Regions from separate parts of the Mus musculus genome. Here regions 2 and 3 are each linked to region 1. A link is a contact called in public ChIA-PET data. All regions are on one chromosome and are shown on one strand. Each heading gives the region's core, a stretch centred on a gene start, on an enhancer-like site or on the middle of the called end of the contact. The rest is flanking DNA. Distances are from core to core; before and after follow the strand shown. Region 1 holds the start of Sh2d1a (SH2 domain containing 1A). Region 2 holds the start of Stag2 (stromal antigen 2). Region 3 holds the start of Xiap (X-linked inhibitor of apoptosis).

Region 1 (4,240 bases), core at 1,000-3,499:
GGGTGACCAGGTGGGAAGAAAAATTCAAGTGTGAGCTGTACTGTCTCCAGCCCTCTCTCCCCTATATAGGCTTCATGTGAACCTTCTGGTTAAGGAGCATGCTCCTTCTATTATCAGTGTGCCCAAAGCAGCCCGTCTCACTCACCATCCTTCATCTTTTGACAAGTTAAAAATAACTAAGGATTGTCATTGGCTTCCCTAGCCCTTCTTAGGGTTCCACTTGGGAACATAAAGGTCCAAGCCCAGGGTTGGGCATCTAGCTTAATAAAAAAGCATTTTTCAGGCACATATAAAATTCTGGATCCTGTCCCCAACACTGAAAAATGATTTTTCCATATATTTACCTTGAAGCCTTTATGATAAATGTATTTAGCATGATCTTAAAAACTGACAAAAATAAGGCTTGGACATTTTTTTAAAAAAATCAATATACAATGACAATCCTCTCACACCAGCCTCAATTTAATCTTTATTTTCTGGCCCAGAGAGTACGTCAAATTTTTGCAGTGTATCATCATGTACAGAACTCACTACCAAGCATTTTTGTTTTGCTTTCATGTAGACTCTACTGTATTAGAGTGAGGTTTTACTGGGATATATGTATAAGCATACAGTATATATGTGTGTGTGTGTGTGTGTGTATATATATATATATGTGTGTGTGTATGTATGTGTGTATTATGTGTGTGTATATGTGTGTGTATATATATATATATATATGTATATATATATATATATATATCCTGCTTACAGTAGTGCTTGAACTGGGTCCTTCTGTAGACTGCCTCAAGGAGTACCGGAATAATTTGTCCAAAAAGAGACTAATAATAAACCAGACTTCCATTTGCTGAGCGTCAAGCCCAGTGTTCATTTGTCTTTTTTTTTTTTGTACATGGAGGTATTTAATCTTCATTGACCCTTAGAATATGAATCCCATTTAAAATCAATGGCTAAGAGATTGGTGTTGTGAGATAACAACCTTTTGAGTCTGACTACAGTAGGATTTGCTCAGGGAGGTTGTACAGAGCCAAGATGCAGCTGCACCTGGTTCAAAATGGAGTAAGAGGCTGAGACCAGTCTAGGCAAAGCTCAAAGTGGGATAATTACAATGATGTTTTCTCCCTCTCTCTGTTCTTTAAAACTATTCTCACTCCTATCATTTACGGGACACAGCACGTTTTAAAACTCATTATGCCTCTTATAAAACAAGGCAATTCAGCAGCACCAGAAAGGTGCCCCTACTCTTGCATACACATCCTCTTCAGCACTGTACTGCTTTAGTGTTGTTGGCTACTGTTTTTTAATAGGATCTTATACTATGTAGCCCTAGCTGGCATGGAACCGGCCCATGTAAAACCAGGCTAGTCACCTGAAACTCACACACATCTGTCTACCTCTGCCTTCCCTGGGCTGCATTCTGAAAGCAATGGATTCCATTTCCTGGCTAACCACTTCTTCAAGCATTTGCTAGATGCTTTTCTTTTAGGGTACCATTTTCAGTCACATTTGTAGAGAATGATAGAGAAAGACCTTCCTTTGCCTTACTTCATGGCCCAGAATACAAATAGTCCAACTTCCCGGGGCTCCACCATCATGGTGTCTACTTGGAATCAGAGCCGAAGTCCAGAGTATGGGTCTTTCTCAAAGTAAAGGTAAGTTCTAGGCCATGTTTTCCCATTCTGAAGGGTATTCAGTGAAGCTGCCACAAACGCACTGGTGAAATGCAGTTGATAAAATCCGCAGTGAGGGACGTACGTACAAGTACTGCCCACCACATCCCTGGGCTGAGCCCTGGGACCATACGTCAGAGCTGGAAGAGTACTCAGTTCCTGCTGCCTGTATTCCCTAGGTACCTCTGCCAAAAGCTGTCATCCCCTGCCACTCCTCCCAGCCCTCCCCTGAAAGGGCAGGCTACCCATGCTAACAACCTGCCACTACCACGAGATATACTCACAAAACACACAGGCAGTACACGCCAGGGACACTCTCGCTGTCTCGCAGCAGATAGCTTCCATCCAGCCCGGTAGCGAGTAAGAGCTTCTCCCCGGTCTCCCTGCTGATTTTGCCGTGGTACACAGTCACTGCATCCATGCCTAGCAAACTCTTTGATGGGCCCAGAAGAAGGATGGTAAAAAGGAAACTTTGCTGCTGCTGTTGCCGCTGCAGTGGCTTACTGGGCAGTATTGAGAGAGAGAGAGAGAGAGAGAGAGAGAGAGAGAGAGAGAGAGAGAGAGAGAGAGAGAGAGAGAAACACCCTAACAACAGGATGTTGTCTACCTGCCTTAAAACCTCTTCTCACACTTCAATTCAGGCCAGCTCAGCAGTTTAACAGCTTCAAACTTGTCATGGGTTTGATCATCTATTCTCCAACAAAGGTTTGTGGTGGGGGAGGGGGCACGCTGAAAAGGTGAACACTTGCAGTATTTGAGCTGTGCCAGCAACGCAAACAGAGCTTGCACAAAGATGAGAAACTTGCTAGTGCCTTTGTTCTTGTGTAGTTCCTGCAAACTTCGAAGCCATTGACAATGACTTGTCTTAACGAGTGAACAAAAGAATTGGTGATAGAAGTGAATGGGACGTGTTCATCATGAGGGGCAGAAGCAGACTGACAAAATAAAAGCATAAAAGCAGTCAAGCTACAAAACCACAGCAGAACATGGCTGCAAGGCTTCCACAGCATCACCAAGGGCTACTGAACTACAGACTTTGGGACTAGATGGTCCTGAAACAGCTTTCTTTTCTTCAATGCTGATGATGGAATTCGGGGCCTCGCAGATGAGGTCTTCTATCCCGAAGCCATATGCCAAATCCTTGAATACACTTAGGCCAAAACAAGTATTTTTACCTTAATGTTTTGTCCAAAATCCAAAACTATGAAAAAAATTGTCATCATATTAAAAAAAAAAAAGTGTAGATGGATCTAGCTAAGGAGCTTAAGAAGACTAAATTCTTTTGTTGGTACTTCTTTGTTTTTATTATTATTAAAATCACAATATAATCACAGCATTTCTCCCTTCCCTTTTCACCCTTGAAACCCTCCCATGAATCCCTCCCTGCTCTTCAACAACATTGCTATTGTATTATTGTATTATTGCATGCATATATGTATATACGTGTAATTCCTAAACACATCCAGTTGTGCCTGTATGGTGCTATTTGTATGTATGTTTTCAGGGATAGCCATTTGGTAGTAGACGACCAATTAGTGTGCTCTTCCCACGGGTGACCACTTCTTCTACTTCCGATTTTACTCAGCTGTCTGTAGTTCTTCCTGTAGAGCTGCTGGTTTGTGGGCTTTTTCTGTCCAGTTTGGTCTGTCCATTGGTGTCCTGTGTGAACTTCTATATACCCTTTGGCATATGGGGCTAGGCCAGAATCATTGTGGATATAAAATCCATTTTACATCATCGCACAGGTGTTGATAAATGTGTTGTAACTTCTATTCTCATACATAAATGCCTACCTACATCAATGTTAAAAACATCAGAGTTTAGCCTAACCAGGACTCTATTTAGAAATCAGTTATAATGATGGCATTTTAAATATGAAAAGAAAGAAAGGGGTAATCTTCTTTTATTAAGGCATACGGACAGTAGCCCACCTAGAGTGTAACTGCTAGAACATTCAGTGTTCCATAGGTTAAAAACAAAACCTAACCTCATTTTTTTTGTCTCTGAACAACCCTGAACAAATCATCTACAAACACAGGCACAGAGAAACCTGGATCTGACGGAGCAAGCATCCCATGCATTCTTTTCTTTCTGTTTCATTCTGCATTGCTAAAATAGCACGCTTGTCAAAGCAGCCAGGTACAGTGGGCTTCAGCACAACGAAAATCACATCACAAGAGAACAGTTAAATTATACGGTAATAGTACAACTCTCACATCCACTACCTTATTGTCATCTCACAAGCAAACTGACAGGTGAGCCAGCCCACCAGTGCAGTGTTGATGAAAAATACTGACACCCTTGCTCTGCTGCTATGCAGGCACTAAGCTTGACTTTGGCAAATTCAAACTTCACACAGAGCTTGAAGTGTAGAGAATAGAGGAACTGAAATAGCTTTCTTCCTTCCCTGTCCCTGTACCCACAGTACAGGAAGACAAAGATCACATAACAGAGAAGGGGAGATAACAGTGACACCAACAGACAAAGAGCTAAGGAATGGGCCCCATTTATGAGAGGAAGAATCTACTTGTATGTTGCCTGTCTCTATCACTTGACCTTAAGGTGCATAT
Region 2 (4,548 bases), core at 17-2,516, 350 kb after region 1:
ATGCCGAAAGTACAGCGGTTTATCAAAAAAATAATAAAAAAAATCAAAACTAAAGGCAAAACAAGACATTGTCGCGGCGGGAGGGAAAGGGAAAAAAAGGCCGAAATCAACAATACGTTTACAATTCTAGGCCAGAAGAAAATGGGAACGGGGCTCAAAGTTTTGCGGAACTACTTGATGCTGTTTCCCACACCTTCTCTCTCCCATGGCCCAGCCGACCCTTTTTCTCCTAAAATTGTAGTCCGCAGATCTCCGGATACGTGAGAGAAGAAAAGAGAAAGTCGCCCTCAAGCAAGAATAAAAGTGTGGAGGGAAAACAGAGGCTGCCTACCTGGGGCAAGGATCAGCTCAGTTCGTGCCTTGAGAAAGACAGTGCGGGTGGGGGTGGGAACGAAAAAGCAGCACTAAAACTAAAACAAAAGTGGCGCCAAAACCCCCCAACAAACAGCCTTCCACTCCCGCCCTTCCCCCCCCTCCGCCCATGCCAGGCAGGCAGGGCCCCCTTCGGGGCAAGCTCTACGCGCTGGGGACCGACGCCGCCGGACCCCAAACGATTTCGAAAATTGGTGCCCTAAGAAAACTGACCGAAGTCGGGGCCTCGGGAAGGATGGAGAGATCGATGCCAACCGCTTTGCCCAAGCAGTTCCCCCACCACGCGCTGGAGATGATGGGGCGGGGGAGAGAAGCCGAGGGGCCCGTCACATGAATGTTGTTCCCTCTCTAGGAAGGGAGGAAGAGAGGGAGGGAGGGAGGGAGAGAGGGAGGGGAGGGAGGGGAGGGGAGGGGAGGGGAGGGGAGGGGAGGGAGGGAGGCAAGGAGGGGAAGGGAGAGGGGAGGGGGGACGAGGGAGGGGTGTGAGCAGAGTAGATTTTCCCTCGCCTCCCTCGGTCCGAGGCCCAAATAGACACAAACGAGCCTGCTCGGCCTCCCCTCCCCCCGGGTTCCCAGCACCACCATCTTGCTCGCTTCCTTCCCCGCACCACCACGGCGCGCTCTCCCACCGCCACCACCACCACCCCCCCTCCCCGCCACCACACGCCACCGGGCCGTGGCCTCCCCGGGTTTGCCCCTTTCTTCTCCACCCGTCCCCCCCCCGAATCCCGGCCAGGGATGGCACCCCCACCCCACCTCCAGTCTGGGGGGCTCTCGTCCCCCTCCACGGGCTGCTTAAGAGGCCCCGGGAGGAGAGGAAGCGAGCGAGCAGGCTACGCGGAGGCGCCGAGCCTCCATCTTGCGCCGCTGCGCGTTCTCCATTTTGGGCCACCCGTGGGGGGGGGAGCCCCCTCCGCCGAGGTCCCCGGGGGAGACTTGGGCGAGGGAGGCGAAGGGACAACCTTCCAGCGAGGGGAGTGAGAAGGGAGCGTCTTGCGCTAAAAAAGCGGCTCCGGGAGGAAGGAGGCGGGGAGGGGACGCAGGGGGCGACTGCAAGTTCCTTGGAAGTGTTGGGGTAGCGACTTGGGGACGGAGAGGACAGGCAGGGGGTGACGCGGGGCCGGGGCGACGCTGGCTCGCTCCCCGCCCGGACACGGCCACTCGCTCGCTCGCTGCCCCGCGCGGGGCCCCCTACGAGGCCGCGGCCCGGCCCCGGAGCGCCCGGCCTTCTCGGCTCCCTCCCGGCCGGCCGCACGCTCTCTTCGCCCGATCGCAAGCACACACACCTCACGGTGGGCCGCGCGCCCTCCGGGTGCCCCTCCAAACTTCTAGAAGCTTCGCCTCCGCCATTTTATAACTTACCTCCCCCCTCAGCGTCTACAGAGGCAGCAAGGAGACTGTTGGCCTCCCCCACTCCTTCCTTCTTTCTCAGGCCGGGGGCTTCTTCACCCCTGGGCTGGTACAAGATTTTTCCCCCTTCCTCTTCTTTCCACCCTTGAGTTCTACTGAGGGACGGAAGCTCCCGCGGGTCTAGAGCCGTGGGGGGGTTTGAAAGTGGCGGTCGGATCCGGCGGGGTGCTTTTTTTGTTTTGTTTTGTTTTTTTCCCTTTTTTCTGTATTTTTTTTCCTTTCTTTTTTTTTTCTTTTCTTTTTTTTTTTTTTCTTTCTTTTTTTTTTTTTTTTTTTTTTTTTTTTTGGTGGCGCTTCGGGATTGTTTGGGGTGTTCGCTCTTCGGCGACTTGGAGGCGAATGGAACGCGCAGGCGCCATCTGTCGGCCGCGAACCCGCGGCCCAGCTCCTGTTGGGAGGCAGCGGCATCTAGCGGCGGCGGGCTGCCATTGCGGCGCGCGCCACGCAGCCCTCCCACCCGCCAGCCTCCTCCCCGTGTCGCCGACCAATCGCCGCCGCCGGACTCCCCGCTTCCGCGGCTCGGACGCCTCCTGTGAACGGGGCGCCCGCAGGGGCGCGCCGCCGAGTGGGGTAAACAAGCTGGCGTGCCCGCGCCTCTCTTACTCAGCCGTTGGGACGCGCTTCCGCCCTGCGCGGACTGGCTGAGGGCCCACGGCGCCACCGAGGAGGTCGCCGAGAGGCCGGCGACAGTGTCCACTGGAGCCCCGCCGTGGGAATTCCGGGGCTTCAGCGGGCCGATCGTCCGGCTCCCCGCCCCCTGCGCAGCCCTGGCAGCCCTGCAGGCTAGCAGCACCCTTCAGAGCTCTCCAACACAACCCACCCCAGTAAAGGGCCACTTGTTCCCAGATCTCTGGTTTCCTCACGTCCTTTCCAACACTCCTCACACTTCCTCCCCAAAAGACCCAACTAGGCCACTTGATCCCAGCGAGAATGGATAGCTTGGCAATTTTGCTTGCTTTCTTTTTTCCTTCGAGTATGGTTTAAAGATTCTCTTTATCAGGAAGACTACGGGTGGGGGGAATTACATATAATTATACATATATATGTGTATGTGGATATATAGATATAATTTTCAACTCACTATTCCTGATCCATAAAAATGTGAGCTCCATACTCAAATTCTACTAGACTTAGGGAGCTGGACTACTAGGCTAATTGGCCGCTCAGCCGGTTTTATAGGTGACTTTTGGGGGCGGAAGAGGAGATGGGACCAGACAAAGTGGCGTGAAATCCACGTGCAAGGACAGGGTTAGCAGGGGACCTGTGGAGATTACTAGACACTCACTGCTGCCTTGTGTGGAGGCGGCCTTGCCACATTGTTAACAATTACAGTTCTTGGTACTTCCTCATAGCCCTCCCACAAGTATTTTGAAGTACAGAAAGACCTTTTGCACCCAGTCCAACTCCCTTGACTCTTTATCACCCTTGGGTGTTTATTGTGAGGATATTTTTTCTTTTTGTCACTTCATTTCCAGTCCACCCTACATGACCTTTGCCTAGAGCACTGTATGCGGGGGTGGGGGACACTCAGGAATGGCCTGTCCCTGCCAAACTTCTCTTCTCCTAGGACAGGAAGGGAACTATTAATAACAGTGTCTCCATTGCTGTTACAGAACTTCCTAGCCGCCTAAAATAGCCTCAGATTAAGTAGTATTTGTTCCATTTGTTTTACATATGGATTTAAAATACCTTCCTCCGTATTAAATTGTTTCAAATAAGTAATAAGACAAATGGAAAATATTATGAGCTGAGGAAATGGTGACATTACACCCAATCAGGAATCACAGGGCATTCCTGATGCAATATAATGATGACTTTCAGTCCTTCAATTCTACTCCATATGTGTGGTCTATGTCTTAGTAGGTCTTCTCCCATCCACTGATCTTACTGGTCAGTTTCCTTGGAACTTCAAGAGTTATGGTATATTTAATCAAGTGAGCAGAAGCAACTAAATGTCAACAAGAAGTAACGCCTTAAATGTTTTCGCTTACCAGTGAAGCATCGGAGGGGAACAGCATTCAAACCAAAGTTTCCATTTCTCTTCTAAACCAATTCTTTGCTAGAGTTCTGTGAAGTTTTCAACAAACTGAAGTTTCACAATGGCGCGGCTTAATAGGGAGCATAGAAAGTTTACAGTTAAAACAACATTCAACTGGAAGTAATAGAACAATTGGGCTGTGAGGCAAAGAGTCTTACAGTAACTAATAGTTCGTTTGTGTCCGTTCTAAGGAAATGCCTGTTTTAGTAGTAACTGGAAACTTGATGCCCTGCTCCAAACAGCACACCATATACTTTCCCGCACGTTTTAGAAATTTAGGTTCTGAGTTGTCTGCTTTAAGTCAAATTGAAAAGTTCCTCTTGAAATTTGCTTTCATTTTGAGAAAAACACTGCTGAAAATTAGTAACTGTGGCATAACATCAGAAATTAACTTCGTAGCAAATGTCTACTAATACTCAGCAGCATTCACAGTTGGCTCTTTTTGCTGTCTTTCTTTCAAAAGAAGTCAAGCCCCAGTATCAAAACTCTCAATCTGCGGGGCGTGGTGGCGCACACCTTTAATCCCAGCACTTGGGAGGCAGAGGCAGGAGGATTTCTGAGTTCGAGGCCATCCTGGTCTACAAAGTGAGTTCCAGGACAGCCAGGGCTACACAGAGAAACCTTGTCTCGAAAAAAAACACAAAACAACAAAAAACAAAAACAAACCTCTCAATCTGTTCCTTCAAGGATCCTAAGAAGTAACGTCTATTTTGTATAGGACTAACAGA
Region 3 (3,957 bases), core at 899-3,398, 430 kb after region 1:
TATTCAAACATGTAAGGCACAGGAGAAAAGCAAAGTTTAGTTTTCCATCCGTCTTCTTCAGAAGTAACCAGGGTTACCATTTTTTTTTATCTCTTTCATGGATCCATGTGACCCAATCCAAACAGCTATATAAGCTTATGTTTCTGTGTCTGTAGGTAGAAATCTATCTGACCTAAAATGTTTTCCATTCTTAAGTTATGGGGAAAACAATCCCTGACTCAAGTTTCACATACATGTTTACTACACTGAAAATGACAGAAATGTTAAATAGAATATACTTAGATATTTGCTTAGAGGTTATATTGAAGCAACAGGAGTGGGGTGGCCAGGGAGCTAGAAAATCTGAATTCTAATCTAACTAGCATGGCTAGCATGGTAACCTTACACAAATCATGAAACCCTGAGCCTTAGTTTCTGCTTTGTAAAACAAAAGAGTTGAGCTGAGATCCTTCCCAGCTCAAAAATGCTATAATTCTAAGATGGCCGGCTCTTAACAGTGTTCTCTTGAAACTGGCTACAAAAAAAAAAAAAAAATCCTATTAAGGAGAAAATGAGAAGAATGAAGAAACACTGTAGAACTTTCCAGTCTTTAAAAAAAAAGACATTTCTAGGATTCATTCACTATCAAGGTATAGCTAGGATGTCAGAAGTAGTGCCATAATTGTACTTGAAGGTAAAGTTGTAGATTATTACAAACTGATAGGTTTAGTCTTCCCCAAGGCTTATGTTCTCCTTTTTGGAGATGGAGTGAGCCACTGCTTAGTTTCAGCAATCACCACTCCCTTCCTCCCTCCCGCCCCTGCTTAAAAGAAAAACACCCCACAACTCAAGTAAACTGTGGAGTTCAACGGAGTTAAAGTAATGGAACTGAAAGTCATAAGTGACATTTTTTTCTCTCAGAAATATGCTGGGGAAGTGACCAAGGTGACAAAGAGGCAAAAATTACCAGCTACTTCCTCCTCTGGAAGCTCTTTGGCCCTCATTCTTTAGGGTTCACATGCCCTTGCCAGAAACACACCACCCTGCCCCATACAAGGTATCGAACTGGGGGGGGGGGCAGGGAGGTTGATCAAATCTTTTTTTTTTTTTTAATTATTTTAACTAGATTTACCTTAGGTGTCACGAAGTTTAAGGAGGCTGACCCGAAGGCTTGAAGCCAGCCCCCCTACCCACGGCTTCCAGGGGCAATCCCGGGGAGCCTGGATAGGGAGCCCAGTCCAGCATTCCCCGCGGGCGGGCGGGCGCGGCCTTCCCGCCCAACTAGGCAGAGCTAGCCCAGGCGGAAGGGAGGGGGAAGAAATGGAGGGAAGGAAAAGGAGGGAGGGAGGAGAAGGGGGGGAGAAGGAAGGAGGGGGGAGGAGGAGGAACGCGGGAGGAGGGAGGAGGAGGGAGGGAAGAGCAGAGCAGAGGAGAGGAGAGGGAAGAGAGGGGAGGGGAAGGGAGGGGAGGGGAGCAGAGGGAGAGGAAGGGAGGGCGGGAAACCCACAAGAGCTGTACCCACCGCGCCAAGCACTCCAGTCCTAACTAAGCGCCGCGGGCGACGGGTTCCCGAGGGGAGGGTCCCGGAGGAGGGGCGGCCCGAGCCCGGATCAGGAAAACACAACTCTGCTGGGCGGCGGGCCCCGGCCTAGGAGAAGGAAACGGAAGTCACTATGTCTGTCTCCCTCCCTTCCTTCCTCCCTCGGCCTTCCCAGGCAGGACAGTCCCATCGGATAAAACTCGAAGACCGGAACCAAGTGCATCCACGTCAGGACTTTTAAAAAAAAAAAAAACTCAACCGGTGCAGCCCGCCAGCTTCCCGGGCTCGCCCAGCCACTGGCCTCAGGCCATGTCCTTCCCACCGCCACCCCCATCCCCTCCCCCGGGAGCTCCGCTCCCGCCCGGCAGAGCCCCTCCTTCTTTCCCACTCCGCCATCTTCCAGCCTACCTCTCTGGCCGAGCGGCCCTCGATTAGCGTCGCGCCCGCTCGGGGGACCGCCAAGGTCCCGCCGCCTCCCAGAGCCGGAAGGGGACATCGAGAAAAACCCCAGTCCTCATTATGCAGCCCAACCCCCCCCCCACCCCCCAACCCCCGCCTCCCCAGCTCCAAGCCAGAGCCTGACCCAGCGGCTGCACATGCGCACAGGTCACTTCTCAGTCCCCGCCCCCGACTCAAGCATTTCCTCTTTTAGCATCCAGGACTTTTTCTCTCCCCCCTCCCCACCGCCCCCCAGCTTTTACCTGGACTCTAGGGTGAGGAGTAGGGGAATACAGGTAAGAAGATTAAAGACCAAGGGGAAAAGGGCACAGTACATTGAGCTCTCACAGGATACCAGGGACTCTGCTAGGTATATAACATATTCCTCAATGTTATTTTGAAAACCATGGAAGGCAGAACACCTCTATTAAATTCCACCCTACAGAGGAAACTGAGCCCCGGAGAAAATAATTATCCCAGTATCACCCACCCGACAAAAAAGTAAACTGAGATTAGAGAATCGGTTGTTTCCAAATAGAGGAAGCTAGAAGGAATGACGAGACAGGGAGACAAAAAGAGGGTGAGAGAAATTTGTGAAGAACAAAGAAAAATAATAGAACAAAGATGGAAAAGACACAAGAGAAGATTATACAAAATGGTGATCATGCTATATGCTTGTAGGGTTGTCAGATAAACCTATACTTAGGTTTCAGGAACTTTGACTCTTAATGGCTAGTGTACTAAGATGGATTGGGTATATTTAAAAGGAGAAGACCATGGGCACCATCTGCCTGGTTAAATAATGCTGTCCTTGATGAAAAGGAACTTGGAAGAGAAGACAAAGAAATGTATTTGGTTCTTCAACTTTTGCCAATGTAATATTCCTTCTAATGCAATCTTTTTTAAAAATTATTACATTGTCTTACTGTATGAGGTCAGAGGGCAACTTGAGTCTGTTCTCTCCCAGCATGTGGGTTCTAGGGAAGAACTAATGTCCTCAGATTTGGTGGTGATGCCCTTCCCCACTAAGCCATCTGTGTCCCAGGCCCCCTGGGGTGTACTCTTACAGCTCTGAAAATTGCATCTGACTTATTACAATGAAGGTAATTCCAAGCGAGGGCTGGGAATGAGGCTCAGTAGTAGATCACTTGTCTAGCACATACAAGGTTGAATTCAAACCCCACCACTGCCAACAAAACAACTGCAAGCAAATACTGATCTCACCTGTCCAGCACTCTTAAATAAGCAAACCAACAAAGCTCCATCTTTATCAACAGAAGGGTCAGAAGTTCAAGGCCATCCTCAATAGGAAGTTTGAGGCCAGTCGGAGATGCAAGGGACCCTGTCTGGGAAAAAAAGAAAAGAAAAAAAGTCCCAGGCTACCCTCATTTGTCTTGATATTGTCCACCATCAACTCATTTAGAAGAGGCTGAAGTCGCTTGTACCTGTCTCTGTAGGAGCTGAACAGTATGACTCAACCCTAGGTCTTTCTGACCATTGCCCAGTCTGATTTCTCTGTTCTTAGGCTTGCTCCGCCTCCCCCCCACCCCCATCTAGCTTGCCTGAGGCTGAGTTAAATCTTTCCATTTTGACTTCAGGATAAGAGTTAATCATCTTAGCCTTAATTAAGTTCACTCTCCTCCAACACAGTGCTATGGTGTCTTCTAAGGGAACTATTTACCCTGCCCCAGCTCTTACCAGTTTGCCTGCCCTCTAGTAATTTATTGAAACTAATTTCCTTACCTGAAGATTATATTTTCTCAGTCTCTGTAATCTTTTATTCTTTAAACTTAAGGTGTCATTATAGAATCTTTATTATTGTAGTTTTGGGCTTTTTGTTTTGTTTTAGTTTGTTTTGTTTGTTTGTTTGTTTGTTTTGAATCTGGGTCTCACTAAATAGCCCAGGCTATCTCAGAAGTCATTGTGTAGACCAGGTCAGCCTGAAATCAATGAACGTTATGTAGCAGTCTCTGACTGCTAGGATTGCAAGCTCCAGCTAT

What was found. ChIA-PET counts read pairs in DNA pulled down with a chosen protein or histone mark.
Region 2: a contact with region 1 is called in an RNA polymerase II ChIA-PET map of effector CD8 T cells, with 33 read pairs. The contact joins the promoter of Stag2 here to the promoter of Sh2d1a in region 1. A contact is called at or near these places in 2 of 39 promoter capture datasets (hippocampal neurons and liver), 21 of 484 Hi-C or Micro-C datasets (the Ba/F3 cell line, CD4 T cells, CD8 T cells and 11 more), 14 of 115 datasets of contacts at active chromatin or transcription factors (the 230-238 cell line, the SCID.adh cell line, T-cell acute lymphoblastic leukemia and 9 more) and 3 of 9 other capture datasets (adipose tissue, embryonic stem cells and liver).
Region 3: a contact with region 1 is called in an RNA polymerase II ChIA-PET map of effector CD8 T cells, with 19 read pairs. The contact joins the promoter of Xiap here to the promoter of Sh2d1a in region 1. A contact is called at or near these places in 3 of 484 Hi-C or Micro-C datasets (CD4 T cells, embryonic stem cells and rod photoreceptor), 2 of 115 datasets of contacts at active chromatin or transcription factors (effector CD8 T cells and memory CD8 T cells) and 1 of 9 other capture datasets (liver).

What each region holds. Positions count from the first base shown.
Region 1 is chrX:42,500,574-42,504,813 of GRCm38.p6, reverse strand. It overlaps Sh2d1a (SH2 domain containing 1A), which reads right to left and starts at 2,249. Exons shown (of 4, transcript NM_011364.4): 1 at 1,955-2,249. The coding sequence starts at 2,091.
Region 2 is chrX:42,146,872-42,151,419 of GRCm38.p6, reverse strand. It overlaps Stag2 (stromal antigen 2), which reads right to left and starts at 1,266. Exons shown (of 34, transcript NM_001290713.2): 1 at 1,129-1,266.
Region 3 is chrX:42,066,027-42,069,983 of GRCm38.p6, reverse strand. Xiap (X-linked inhibitor of apoptosis) reads right to left here and starts at 2,148. Exons shown (of 8, transcript NM_009688.3): 1 at 1,928-2,148; 2 at 1,502-1,627.